2 separate regions of the Sus scrofa genome follow, and region 2 is linked to region 1. The links are chromatin contacts, called in public Hi-C maps. All regions are on one chromosome and are shown on one strand. The core of a region is the stretch at or near the end of the contact, and the rest is flanking DNA. Distances in the headings are between cores, read along the strand shown.

Region 1 (6,728 bases), core at 1,876-4,375:
AGCAGGCTTTTCCTGTTGATTTGGACTCCCTAGGTGTGTGGGCAAGTCCCAGCACCACTCAGAGACCTCAGTTCCCTCCTGTGTGAGGGGAGAGACTAAAGGAATGAAAGCCCGAGGGCCTTCTCAGTGCTGGGATTCTGCAGTCCCCTTCCTCCTTTCCTGAGCCAGAGCATCGGCCTTCTGCTGTCAGCTGGGGCCAGAAACTAGGCCCAAAGCTGAGGTGCCTTTGTCCTGCTGCTGGAGGGCAACTGTGGGAAGGAAGCTGGATGAACCTAGCTGCCCTCATCTTTGGGTGAAATGTGACATCAGGGCAACCTCTGTGCAGTGTAATAGCGGTAGGTGAGGGGTGCCGGCAGCACAGTCGTCAGCAGGGGATGCTGGATAGGGTGGCTGCTCTGATGATAGAATGAATGAGAGTAAACAGTCTGAAGCACTGTGATGCTGTGTGTTCTTAAATACCACCCTTAGCCTCTCTGAGTTTTACTTATTCTCATCTGCAAAATATATGTATGGAAGAGACACAGGAGAGCCTAGACCTGAAAGTTCAGCAGCTCTCTTCCAATATCAACATTCTTTGATTCCATGTTTCTAAAGACTCTATACTTAAAAATGGTATTATGGGAGTTCCCGTTGTGGCTCAGCAGTAACGAACCTGACTAATATCCACGAGGACACACGTTTGACCTCTGGCCTCGCTCAGTCGGTTAAGGATCTGGTGTTGCCGTGAATTGTGGTGTATGTAGGACGCAGATAAAGAAAAAAAAAAAAAAACTGATTTTATGTGTCTCAAACCCTCAACTCAACATCCATTCCATATTCTCCTCACTTTTAGCAAATTTTCTCTCTGCTTTGTCAAGAAGATAGTGGTGAACTGGGGATGAAGTTTCTCAGATGATGCTGAGGTGCAAGAAATACCATATGGCACTTTTTAAGAAATTTAAGTTCAAAATTCTCTCTCAAGAGCTGCGATGCTCAGTAGCAGTCATTGTTGGAGCTCCTTCCCTCTAGGGGCTGTCATGAATCCAGGGAGGATTGCTTAGCCCAGGAAATTTGGGAAGAGATCTGCCTTCTCTAAGCACTATCGTGGTCACAGTTTTTGTTTATTATCTGGGCCCAAATGGTCCATTGTAGGCTGGAAGCTCTATTTCCCCTACTCCACCCCTGGCCTGACTCAGGCAAGGTGGCCAGGTTGTCATGTCTTGGGAGCTCAGGACCCCTCACGACCATAAGCCACCTCTTCAGAGAGCCTGCCATCTTCACAGGACTGATTCAAGGAACTTCCTTGCTTTGAGGCACTTGTACATCCTGCTCCCACTGGCTCCTTTCTCCATTCCAGGAAGATCACCTCCAGGGCCTCACACTTACCTTCTTCAGCTTCAGTACCAGTTCTGCCTACTCTTATCTCAGCTATGGACCCGGTTACACAGTAGGGAGTTTAACGACCATGTGGAGAATCTCAGTTAAACACTTAAAGGAAAAGGCTGGGAAGGAGTCACCATCCTAGTATCCTAGAAGCTTGCTTTCAGCCCCAGGAGTACAAAAGTCATTTCAAGTGATTCAAGGCAAGACCAGGAAACACAACACAAAGGCCGACTTGTTCATTCGTTGGAAACTGCTACAATAATAAGAGCAATAAGTGATATCTTTATAATGGATTTTCCTGCTACAAAACAATTAAGCATGACCTTCCCGCATCTCTTGGCTCCTCCACATCCAGAAACTGAGTTGCACACCCCCCCCTCATGATCTTGCCTCAGTTTCATAAGACATGGTGCCCTCTTTTGTTCTGGGCCCACCCAGTTAGACTTGCCAAGACCAGGCGCCAAAGCTATTCTCCTTCTTGAAACATCATGCTTTCCTCTTGCAGGTGTGTGTTCCCTTCAAAGTATAAGCTTATTAGTTTCCCTCCCATTCATTAAAAAAGAAATCAGAGTTCTTGTTGTGGCTCAGCGGGTTAAGAATTCGACTGGTATCCATGAGGATGCAGGTTCAATCTCTGGCCTCACTCTGTGGGTTCAGGATCTGGCATTGCTGCAAGCCGTGGCATAGGTTGCAGCTGTAGCTCTGATTCGGACCCCCCCCCACCCCAGGCTGGGAAGTTCCATATGCCACAGGTGCCGCCCTAAAGATAAAAATAAAAAAAAAAAATAAAAAGGAAATCTATCTTTGGCTTCACATGCCCCAGAAAATGTCCCATGTCTTCTTTCCTCTTATCTAAACTTTTTAAAAAAGTAATCTGTGCTCACTGTGACCACTGGGTGTGCCATTCATTCACTCTGCACCCCTGCAGTCTGGCTTGTGCTCTTGTTGAGGCCACGAGTATCCTTCTAATTACAAAATCCAATGGACATTTTCCAATCTTTGTCTTGCTATACATTTGGGGGCATTTGGCAATGTTGATTATATGTACTACTGCCCTCCAAAGTAATAGTATATTTTCCAGTTTTCTCATTCGCTTCTGTTCCTTCTTAAAGGCAAGTTTTTCTCTCTCCACCCGTCACTTACATCCTTGTGTGCCCCAGGTGTCTGTGTTTACAGCACACTACTTCTCATTATGGAGACTCTTCTTGGGTGCATTTATCTACTCTCAGGAGTTCAACTACCACCTGTATGCTAATGACCCTCTAATTCAACCTGCTACTCAGATTTCTTCCCTAAGGTTTAGACTCACCAATTCCATTACCTGCCAGGTATCTTCAAGTGGGCGCTTATCAGATATTTCAGATTTGATTCCTCAAAAACTAAGCAGAACTTTCCTCCAAATTCACTCTCTTTGTGTCACCATCTCTCTACCCAGTGAACAGGGTTATAAAATATCAGCCCTGACCTTTCTCTCTGTCTCTTCATCCAGCTGATGCTGCACGTGGATGGTTTCCCCTCCTATGTGTTTCTCGAATCTGCCCTCTCCGCCCCAGTCCTATCATTGCTACCGTTCTCAGACACACCTCCTCTTCCAGGAAAGATACAGCCTCCTAACTGGCCTCCTGGTTTCTAGACTTGTTCTCAGTTCTGCTCTTTCCAGAGCTACCTAAATGGTCCCTATTAAACACAATTCTGACCCTGTTCCTCTCAGCCACGCCATTCCATGGTTCCTGGAATCTACACCAGCAAGTTCAACTTCCTTTCCTGGCACGCATGGCCCTCTGTGGCCATCTCTTGCCTAATTCTCAGGCCTTGGCTCCTACTACTTGGATTCCAGCAATACTCAACCAGCAGTAGTTCCCTGTACACACCGTGTTCTCCCTCTGTTCTTTGTTTCTGCTTTTAAGATTAAATATTTTACTTCGGAGTGTCAAGTTGGTATTCAAAGGGCCATTTCAAGTTCATTCGATATTCAATATTAGAGCCTCTGTTCTTGCAGAGGGAAGAAAGAAAAGGCTCATAGCTCCACCCCCATTTCTGCCCCTTTCTCCCCCACACAAAGAGGGTACTGGACCTGAGATGTTTGTGCATCCTGCCTGATTTAAAGTATTTATAAGCACATCAAATATTTTAGGTTTTCACTCCAGGTTGTTCTTCCAAGCCAAGGAGAATCTATTTGTTATGAAGAGTGTGCTGCCCTCTAGAGGTGGCGTTCAGGAAAGGAACATATCCTATCCATGTCACAGCGTTCTGCAGTTTCTCCTGTGAAAAAACTGTCATAGTAAGACCTTTATTCTTTCTGCTATTTGTCCAAAATATGCTTTACCAGATCTCTGAGGCACAATTTTTTAAATTTACTTCCATATTAGTGTTTGGGGAGAAAGCGCAGGATGTACCTCAAAGTGCACTCGATTTGGAGTTAGAAGATTCAAGTTCTAGTCCGGATTCTCTTACGAATGTCTGTGAACTTAGATCTCTCCTCTGTTAATCAAGGGGTGTGATACTCCATCCAGAAAACTGAGAATCATGTGAAAGAATGCTTTGGCAATAAAACTGGTAACAGGAGTATCAGTAAATATTTATTATACTCTAAGTATACACAAAATACCAGGCTGGGGTTAAGAGTTGTTTTGCAGAGGTTATGTGTTTACATTTGATCTTTAGAAAGTTAAATAAAAATATGTGAAAAGTTCCCATTGTGGAGCAGGGGAAATGAATCTGAGTAGTATCCACGAGGATGTGGATTCCATCTCTGGCCTCACTCAGTGGGTCAAGGATCCAGCGTTGCCGTCGGCTGTGGTGATCCAGGTTGCAGATGTGGCTTGGTGTAGGCTGGCAGCTGCAGCTCTGATTCAGCCCCTAGCCTAGGAACTTCCATAGGTCACAGGTGTGGCCCTAAAAAGAAAAAATAATAGTATTTGAAAAAAATTTGGAAAGTATTTGGGGTTTCTATTTAAATGGATTAGTTGAACCCTGATCCCATGAAAACCTGGAAATGAAACTGAGATAAAACAAATGTAAAACTTACAATGAAGTTTATAAGAGTCTATTATAATATGAAAGCAGAACACACAGACACACTTTAATTTCCCAATAAGCTCTGGTGTAAACCTCCTTTAGCCTGACTTCCTCTCCCCTATTTTCAACCAAGGGAAAAAAAAGGAAGTCTTTCATTTCATGATGTGCCCAACTATGGTGATCTCTATATGTCTGCGTAATAATGATTGATGATAGGTATAATTAATTTATTATCTTATAATGGCAATTGACTCCTGAGAATTTCTCTGAATGCTAGAGAAAGGGAAAAATGATTCAGACACCATTTATGTTCATAGTCGGATTGGGAAGAAGAAGCCACAAAGCCCAGAACAAAGCAGCAGGGAGATAAGAGGTCTGCATACCTGTGAGTCCATTTATGCTTGGAGGAGGCTGGGGACACCGGGTGAATCTCCTGTACTGCAGGGAGCCACATCTGTATACTATGCTTGCCATGTGCCTCCCAGGCTGGGTGACATTAATGCTTCCTTTGGCATCTGCCTCTTTAGATGAAAGATGATGCCAAGGTCAAATCTGGCCTGCTGTCTTAGGAGACCAGCAGCCCCAGTGGATGGACTCCTTTTCTCAGTTACATATCTAGATGGCTTTGGACATGATTTCTCATATCAAGCCATGGCTTCACCTCTCTTCAAGACTGTCTGTAACTTTCCAAACTCCTGTGGCCATTATCAGAGAGAGGTCGCTAAAAGAGTATCCCAAACCTTGTGAACAGATACAAGACATTATTACTTAAAATTCTCTCAAGATTCCATAGTTAAGGAACCCTATAAAAAATCTTTTGGGTGTCTCAGTCTACTTAGAATTCTTGTTGGAGGCATAACTAGGAAGGTAAGTCTTGAAATGAGAAATGAAGAGAGTAAATAGACTTTACTAATAGTGTCCATATATTTTTTGTTATCTTTTTTTTTTTTTTTGCTTTTTAGGGCCACACTTATGACATATGGAAGTTCCCAGGCTAGGGGTCAAATCAGAGCTGTAGCTGCTGGCCTACACCACAGCTACAGCGATGCCAGATCCAAGCCACACCTGCGACCTACACCACAGCTCATGGCAAAACCAGATCCTTAACCCACTGAGTGAGGCCAGGAATCAAACCTGCACCCTCATGGATGCCAGTAAGATTTGTCTCCACTGAGCCATGACGGGAACTCCAACAGTGTCCATATTTTTCTTCCTGAAAGTTGTGGCCCAACTAGACCATAATCACTAAGAAACTCTCAGCATGACCTTCCATATGTTAGGTGGAAAACCCTAAAACAAACAAAAATATAAAAACCAGGATGGAGTTTTATCCTGCTCTCATATTTTAAATGCATTTTGAAGTTCAGTTTCAAATATTGTTTATGTGAGGATCTTTGCTCTGATTTGCGACTTAATCACCCTATGCTATTGTCTCTACCCTCATCAGGCTTTGCTTTACTAATTATTCTCCTCTTCCCTTTCTTCTTCCTCCTTAGTCCTGGTTCACTCTATAAAAGAGAGCTTTAAATTCACTGGGCTGTGGTCACAGTAGAGGTAACTCATGAGCCCTAACAATGTATTTAGATAATGAAATGTGTTGAACCCTGAGTCTGAAGGAGGCAAAGCTGTTCGTATGGCTTCTCTCACAAAGAAAACTGCTCTGAGATTCAGTCTAAAGAGACTGAATTTTCAATATGTAGAAAGATGATTTTGGTGGATGGGCTTGCTGCCCTTCCCAAGGGAGACCCTATTCTCATCCTAGAGGTGATCCTGGCAGGAGGGTGCCTTATGAGCAGGGGATGCCCTGCCCTGAGGCCAGGGTAACTGGAAATGCAGCAGAACATCCTGTTCCTGGGAGAACTTCTGCCTGGTTGTTTATGCTCTAGATACTTGGCTCCTGGAGTTCTTGTGCAGATCTTTGGACCTTGGCAAGGCCATTTGTGTTTCTGTCTTGATGCATGTGCTATCCTGGCTCTGGTTTTGGGTGCCGTGTGGCAGGGAGGCTGAGCAGGCTGCCACACCATTCACTTGCCCATGGGCCCTCTGCTAAGTTTCAGAAGCAGCAATAGAACATGCACTTAACTTGGAAATAAAAACTATTACTTGAGCAAAAAAGTAGCAGAGTTCCTGCTGTAGTGCAGGGAATTAAGGATCTGGTGTTGTCTATGAGGGAGCACAGGTTTGATCCCTGAGCTGGCAACAGTGGGTTAAGGATCCAGCATTGCCACAGCTGTGGGCATAGGTCATAGCTGCGACTGGGATTTGATCCCTGGCCCTGAAACTTCCATATGGTGAAGAAAGAAAGAAAAAAAAAGTAACAAAGCATCTTCCCTAATTCTTGCTTAAAT
Region 2 (6,728 bases), core at 2,014-4,513, 360 kb after region 1:
ATACCCTTTGGAATGCATAAAGGCCTAGGAGGCTAAAGTTTTTCTACAAACAAGAGGCAGACAGAGGATGTGGGGGAGTCTGTTTTAGCAAGGCCCCATGGGGTCCTGCTTGGTTACGGTGGGGGTGGGAAAAAACAAGGTATGGAAACTATTAAAAGGCCTTGATATAATCCAGGTTTGGGAGATACCTGATTGGACCAGGAGTGTGGGTGGAAAAAGAAATTAAAAGGATGAAATGGTGATGGGGACCGGGTGCAGTGCTGCCCTTGATTCCAGGTAGTTTAGGGACAGGTGAGTTCCCTGCATTAGATCATTTGGCCCTCACAGCAGCTCCAGAGGCAGGTGGTATTACTCCCATTTTACAGATGAGGACGAAACTTCAGGAAGATAGTTAATGTGGATGAATAAGTGCTGCAGTAGGCATTTGAGCCCACAGCTGATTTTTCTCAGCTTCCTCCCTTTAAGGGGAAATAATGTCGGCTGGTAATAAAGTAGCCCTGCTGATAAGGTACAGAGACTTGTTCACTTAGTAAATGATGAAGACATGGGGAGAAATCAACTCTCCGAGGATGCAGCCATGTAAGAGAGGAGGCAGAGGGTTTGTGTCTGAATGTTAAAGATCACTGAGAAGAATGGAGCAAGTGGAAGAAGCTTCCAGAAGGAAACAGGTCAGAGGCTGGGGATTGAACCTGGAACCCCGTGTCACCACAGCCCTGGGGCAGAGGATGGTCTGTGATTCTAAATGAAACTGCAGATGAATTACCAGGTGGAAAAGGGCAGCACATGACGTGTGCTGGTGTCCTTAGTAACCCTCCCCAAACGACGGCAGAGGGTGTGTGTGAAGGTGACTGGTGCTGAGGGTAGGAGGCTGTGGGAATGCCAACGGGTGGGGAGAGAGGAAGCAGGGTCTAGGGGGAGGTGCAGCTGCTGACTCATTTACTGGCACACTGTGGGTGCACTTTATGAACCAAGCTGGGGGCCGGAGAAGATCAAGGTGAGGCTGGGTGACTGGAGGAGAGAGATGGGGGTTCCCCAGAACCAGCTGGCAGTGCCTAAAGAGAAGCTGATAGTCTTCTGGGAGCCCAGGCAAGTGAAAAGACTCTATAACGTAGTGGTAGAGGAGGACAGAGCCATGGGCATGACTTTTTCATCAGCCAGGTTTAATGGCGGCAGAAGGACAAGTAAGCCTTCTGGGACCCCGGCATCTTCTGAGGGAGCCCTTGCTCTCCCAGCCTGGACCTGTGGGTGAGCTCACAACCCTCTCCTCTCACATCCAGCATCGCATGATGTCTGGGATTGGTCCTAGTCTTGCTTCTCTTCTCCTGCAGCCTCACTAGGTGCCCTGCAGAATCAAAGGAAAGCCTTGGATAGAGACCTGTCCTAAGAATAGAGGTCAGCAGATTAGTGTATCCAACAGACAGTTCTTTTAAAGGGACCCCATGTGGTGGATTAATTAATGGCATTACCTGTCTTGTATATGGCACTCTGAGTGAGCGAGCGGGGATTGGTGAAGGTGGATGCCCACTGATGACTGATTTTGGAGTTACATGTTACAGTGCCAGGGCTGGGCGCTAGTGAGATGCACCTGAAAGGAAGGGTCTATAGGATTTGGATATTTGGGGAAGAGAAGCCTCCCAGCCAGTGGCACTTATGGGGTCCGGGGGAAACATAAAGGGAAAGATGAGTGGGGTGGGATGGGCTAGCTGCCTAGAGCAAATGTTCTACATTGGGAGATGGGGTGGGATTGGAGGCTAGGGATCTTTAAAAGCCAGAAAAGAGTTTTCTGTGTGATAAGGTGGGCAGCAAGTATCATCATCGTTGGTTCTACTTGAGAGAGAATTGTGTGCAGGAGTGACACATGGGAAGATGAGTGTGGCCAGGATGCGTGAGAGAGCTAGAAAGGTGTAGTCTGGGAGACATTTACAAAATATATGTGAAAAGGGAAAGCAGTTTCCATTTTTCAAGGGTCTTAAAACCCTCATATCTCTGATCATTTCCTACAGCTTCCAAAATTCTTACTGTAGCATGTAAACAAATTAAAGAGATTTTGTGAATAATGCCAGAGCATAAGATGCCCTATTGGGTAATAGGATTAAATATTAATTCTTTTCTAGGCTGTGATTATTTTATCAATATTGGTTTGTCTTAAGGGGACTTGCCAACACAGTTTTATTATTTGAGGTGGGCCTGCAACTTACATAAAACCAAAACATTTGTTCTGTTGCATAAGATTTTCTTCATCCCTGTTAGAGCACTTACTTGAAACTAAACATGCTTTATTTGTTTATCTCACTGGGCTGTGAACTCCTTCAAGACTATGATGGTGATTTAGGCGTTATGTACCCTCAGCCCCAGGATTATTTTCTTTTTTTCTCTTGGCTTTTTAGGGCGGCACCTGCGGCATATGGAAGTTCCCAGGCTAGGTGTCAAATCGGAGCTATAGCTGTCAGCCTATACCACAGTCACAGCAGATGTGAGCCGAGTTTGCAATCCACACCACTGCTCATGGCAACGCCAGATCCTTAACCCACTGAGCGAGGCCAGGGATCAAACCTGCATCCTCATAGATACTAGTCAGGTTCATTAACTGCTGAGCCTTGAGGGGAACGCCTTCATTACTTTTTAAAGAGCAATAGTGGGTGAGTGGGTGGAAAATGATTATATTAAAGGACTTTTTCTCTGTTCTTTGTTACTCTGATTTATGCCTTCATTCAAGTTTATAAACGATTAGTGAGGCTGGCTGTTAAGGGATTTGCATGGGTCATTTAGTAGGGAGAGGATTATGGACGCACGTTAGTCTGATATACAGTTCTAATCACATAGAAGGTTTGGTATTTGAGCGCCAATGGCACTTTAAAAACGACTCTCCCTTAATGTTGGGACCGTGAGTGGTGGATCCTACAGCAGAGAGTCACTGGTTTAGATATCAGGTGGCCTAGGCCCTGCCCTGGCACTGACAGCTCAAAGGATCCTCTTGGCCTTTTGCCTGGGTGATGTCCCGTATCCTTCCATCTCCACATTAACTGTCACTTCCTCCGTATCACTTGTCCCAACTCTCCCCTGAACTAGCTCCGTTGCCTAGTCTGTGTTCTCCTGGGACCCTCTGCTTTTCTTCTATAGCACTTGCCACAAATAGCTTCTGAAGTGGTGGTTCTATTAATGTCATCCCTGACCAGCCTGTAACTTTCACAAGGGCAGGGATGTGTTTATAGGTTTGTCCACTGTGTTTCCATCAGCTCACACAGGACTTAACACATGCTGTGTTCTAGATAATTATTTGTGGAGCCAATGAACTGTGGTAAACTTCGACAGGTCACTTAATCTTTATGCAATACTGTTTTCCTCCTCTGTTTAAAACCCACATATTCAAGATTTTTCTCTAAGGTTCTTCATGCATGTATAGACTAACCTTCACAATTTTTAAATTATTAATTATTCACACCCATGATGAGGAATTCAAACAACATAGAAGATTTACATTGAAAGTGCATATAATCCCTCACTAGAGATAAAAAATAGTGAAAGTTCCTTGTCTTTACAAATAGAATAAAAATTAAACACATTACAGTTAGCCAGAGTTGAACCTGCCCTTAATGAGGCAGTTCAATTTTGCTCATTTTCAGCCCTCATCAAGTGGTTTTTCTCTTTTAGTTTCAGAATGGTAAGTGCCTTAGTGATGAGATAAAACTTTCTTGGAGGAATCTCTGCCGAGAACAGGTGGGCCAAGGCCTTCAGCTAGGTTCCCATTATAACCTGCTCTGTGTTTATTTATAGGTGTTCCATGGAGATTTTACTGTTCTTGGTCAGCCTTTGAAAGCCTCCTTTCTAGGATTTAAGGATCACTTCCAGCTATTGCTTAATAAAGGAGTAAGGCAGATCGGAAAACCCAAGGCTATGTGATTAATGAATATTTAATAAATTGGGACGTTTAGAAAATGAATGTAAACCTGAAGATTGCAGCTTAAAAGCAGTTTCGTGTGGAGTGTTTGGTCTTGGGTGGTTTTAGATGGCCGAGTGAAATCATTGAAGCAGGGGGATGTAGCAAAATGGAACTTCTTGAGTTTGAATGGAAATTTGTACAACCATTCTAAGTGTGCAAGACAGAATTACATACATAGGATATGTTAATCTCCACAAATGAAAAAAAGTCTCGAGGAAAATGAACATTCACATATTTGTTTATTAACTTGATGGGGGTTACTCTGGTACATCTTCCAGTTCTTTACACTGAAGAGCATGGGAGAGACCATTCCATGCCTGCCACAGTGACTAGTGGGGTATGTGTGTATGTATGTGCGTTTTGGGGTGCAGGGGCCCAATTGCTGCCAATAGGTGCTCAGGAATAGTTAAGTTCACATGATTATGTTTGAAATATCAGTGTACTAAAGCTTTAAGGTTTATCTATGAATTGTGGCGTTTATGCATAAGCATCATAATGTTCTCCATTAATTGAGGTCAGTGGGGAAAGTGATTTTGTTCATGCGCCTTGGGTTATAGTGGGTTCATATACACAGCGACCTGAGTATAGTGTCGGGGGGAGGGGTAACTGGGGGACTAGCAAGGATGGGCTCCTCCACCCGCCCAGCGACTCAGCCTCCGAGGTGGCTCAGGGCCAGGCATCAGGCACAGGGCTCCAGGTGATGTTGGCAGGAAGCAGCTGTTTACTGACTTAAGAAGGTACCTCGTGCCAGGTGGAATCCCTGGGCTCTCAACCCTAACAACTCCAATGTTAAGGAGGTTTAAATGAGCCTGAGTTGGAATTCACGAGGATAGTAATTGTGAATTTAATAATAACCAGAGTGATGCAAGTTACATACTTGAGTACATGGTCCTCATTGCCATGCAAGGGTCCACATGCACACTCCCTGCTGGGCAGATTCTATTCTAAGGGCTGACTCCACAGCCCTAGGAAGGGTGTTTCTTGAATACTTCAGTTACCATTCATCACCGTTTGCCCTCCAGGGAAGAGCCTAGCTTATCCCCTTGCTAAAGCAGTACCCCCTCTGCAGCTCCATCTCCCACCTTCTCTTCTCACATGATAGTTCTCATCCACCGAGTCTATTCCCCAGAGCTATGCCTACTCTTGTATCTTGTACGCTACCTTAGGAATAATGCACCTGTCATTTAATGAGCACCCACAATGTGCCAGGCATTTTACCCACATTATCTTACATGACCCTGCAAAATAGACATGGAGGCCCCATTCTGTATACTTGGAAAACTCAGACTCAAAGTCACAGAGCTAGTAATGGGCAGAGATGTCCTTTTGAACAACATTCTGTAAATTTGTACTGTCTGAAAATAATACAAACGGTAATTATATTTACTGAGCACTTAATTACCAGGCAGTAACAAACTTAGTTGTTACCTACTGAAAAAAATTGAGAAAGGGGAAACTGAAGATCAGGAAATGTAAGGAACTTGCTCAAGATTCTTTACTCAAGAGCACACCCCAAATCTAAACCCTTTCGATCTGGTGACAGGGTCATTTATCAGTTGGGCAGCATCACCTATGGAACTTTTATGGAAGTGGTATAACTAAGGAAAAGAGTTAAGAGCAAGTATGGTTAAAAGAAACTGAAGGACACCATAGGTAGTAGGTTAACTAAAATCAACCTTCCTATTTCTTTTCTTTCTAGGTATCGCCTTCCTCTGCTTCAACGAGCAAGTCTTCCAGTATGAATCCCACAGAAACCAAGGTATGAAGAGTCCTCAAGGGTCAACTTTGGTGAATGCCTTTAAGTTAATTGTATTGTAAAGCAAAGCAAATGAAGGCTGATTGTTGACAGATGAGTTATGTGCCTTGGGAAACTTAGGCTGTGAAAAGAAACATGTTCTTCCTAATTTATGAGGGTCTTTGGAAACAGCTTTTTTTCACTATTGATCTCACACATCATCTATACACTTTTTATTTTCATTTTTTAATTTTTTGTTTTTGTCTTTTTAGGCCCGCACCTGTGGCATATGGAGGTTCCCAGGCTAGGGATCTAATCGGAATTGTTGCCTCCGGCCTACACCACGGCCACAGCAATGCCAGATCCGAGCCACATCTGCGACCTACACCACAGCTCACGGCAACACCAGATCCTTAATCCACTGAGCGAGGCCAGCGATTGAATCACAACCTCCTGGTTCCTAGTTGGCTTCATTTCTGTTGCGCCACAACAGGAACTCCCCATCTGTACATTCTTACATCGTTTTTGAAAATCTGGAAAAGAGTAGTCAGCCAGATATTTTTTGGTTCTAGACTTGGGTTTTTGTTTTTTAATTGTAAGACTATTTATCTAAGTACATTTTCTCTGCATCTAGATAAGAATATAATTTCTTGATTTCTTACTAAAATGGTTTTATTATCCTGGCCATTTAAAACTACATCTGAGCATGAAAAAGGTTACGCTACATGAACATAAAAAGAAGTGACACTGATAGTGGTTATTTCAGATGCTTTCTGAAAAGTTTCAGTCCTTGAGGGTACCATCTTAGTGATAAACCTTTGTCGAACTCTTCGGATTTATTCTGATGATAATTTCTTGGAATTTCAGAAGAAAACCATAAAAAGATGTCCTCCAGTGGGATTGCCACATAGAGTAAGCCTAGTTCTAAAGAGTTATCTGAGCTGCTTAGACCCTCTCCCCAGTTACCATGTCTCACTCTGTTTATGGGAAGAGTGTAGGGATGGAGGATTAAAGAAGGGGACATTTTCAAGATGCTTTCACCTAGTTCTTAGG

What was found. Hi-C and Micro-C count contacts between places; a contact is called where the count stands out from the background.
Region 2: a Hi-C map of liver shows a contact between it and region 1, with 3 times the contacts expected there. The contact joins two enhancer-like sites. A contact is called at or near these places in 13 of 47 Hi-C or Micro-C datasets (embryonic fibroblasts, fetal heart ventricle, fetal skeletal muscle and 5 more) and 1 of 2 datasets of contacts at active chromatin or transcription factors (alveolar macrophages).

Annotation. Positions count from the first base shown.
Region 1 is chr2:102,959,051-102,965,778 of Sscrofa11.1, forward strand. All of the region lies in intron 6 of LOC106508433 (a long non-coding RNA gene), which reads left to right. Among named protein-coding and RNA genes, the nearest start is that of PCSK1, 88 kb to the right of the region's middle. Within about 2 kb of position 3,126, at least 15 of the 83 cell types and tissues checked have an H3K27ac peak or open chromatin away from gene starts, as enhancers often do. A contact at or near this core is called in liver, where this site is marked.
Region 2 is chr2:103,315,963-103,322,690 of Sscrofa11.1, forward strand. CAST (calpastatin) reads left to right here. Exons shown (of 31, transcript NM_214067.1): 4 at 5,640-5,699. Among named protein-coding and RNA genes, the nearest start is that of CAST, 63 kb to the left of the region's middle. Within about 2 kb of position 3,264, at least 5 of the 83 cell types and tissues checked have an H3K27ac peak or open chromatin away from gene starts, as enhancers often do. A contact at or near this core is called in liver, where this site is marked.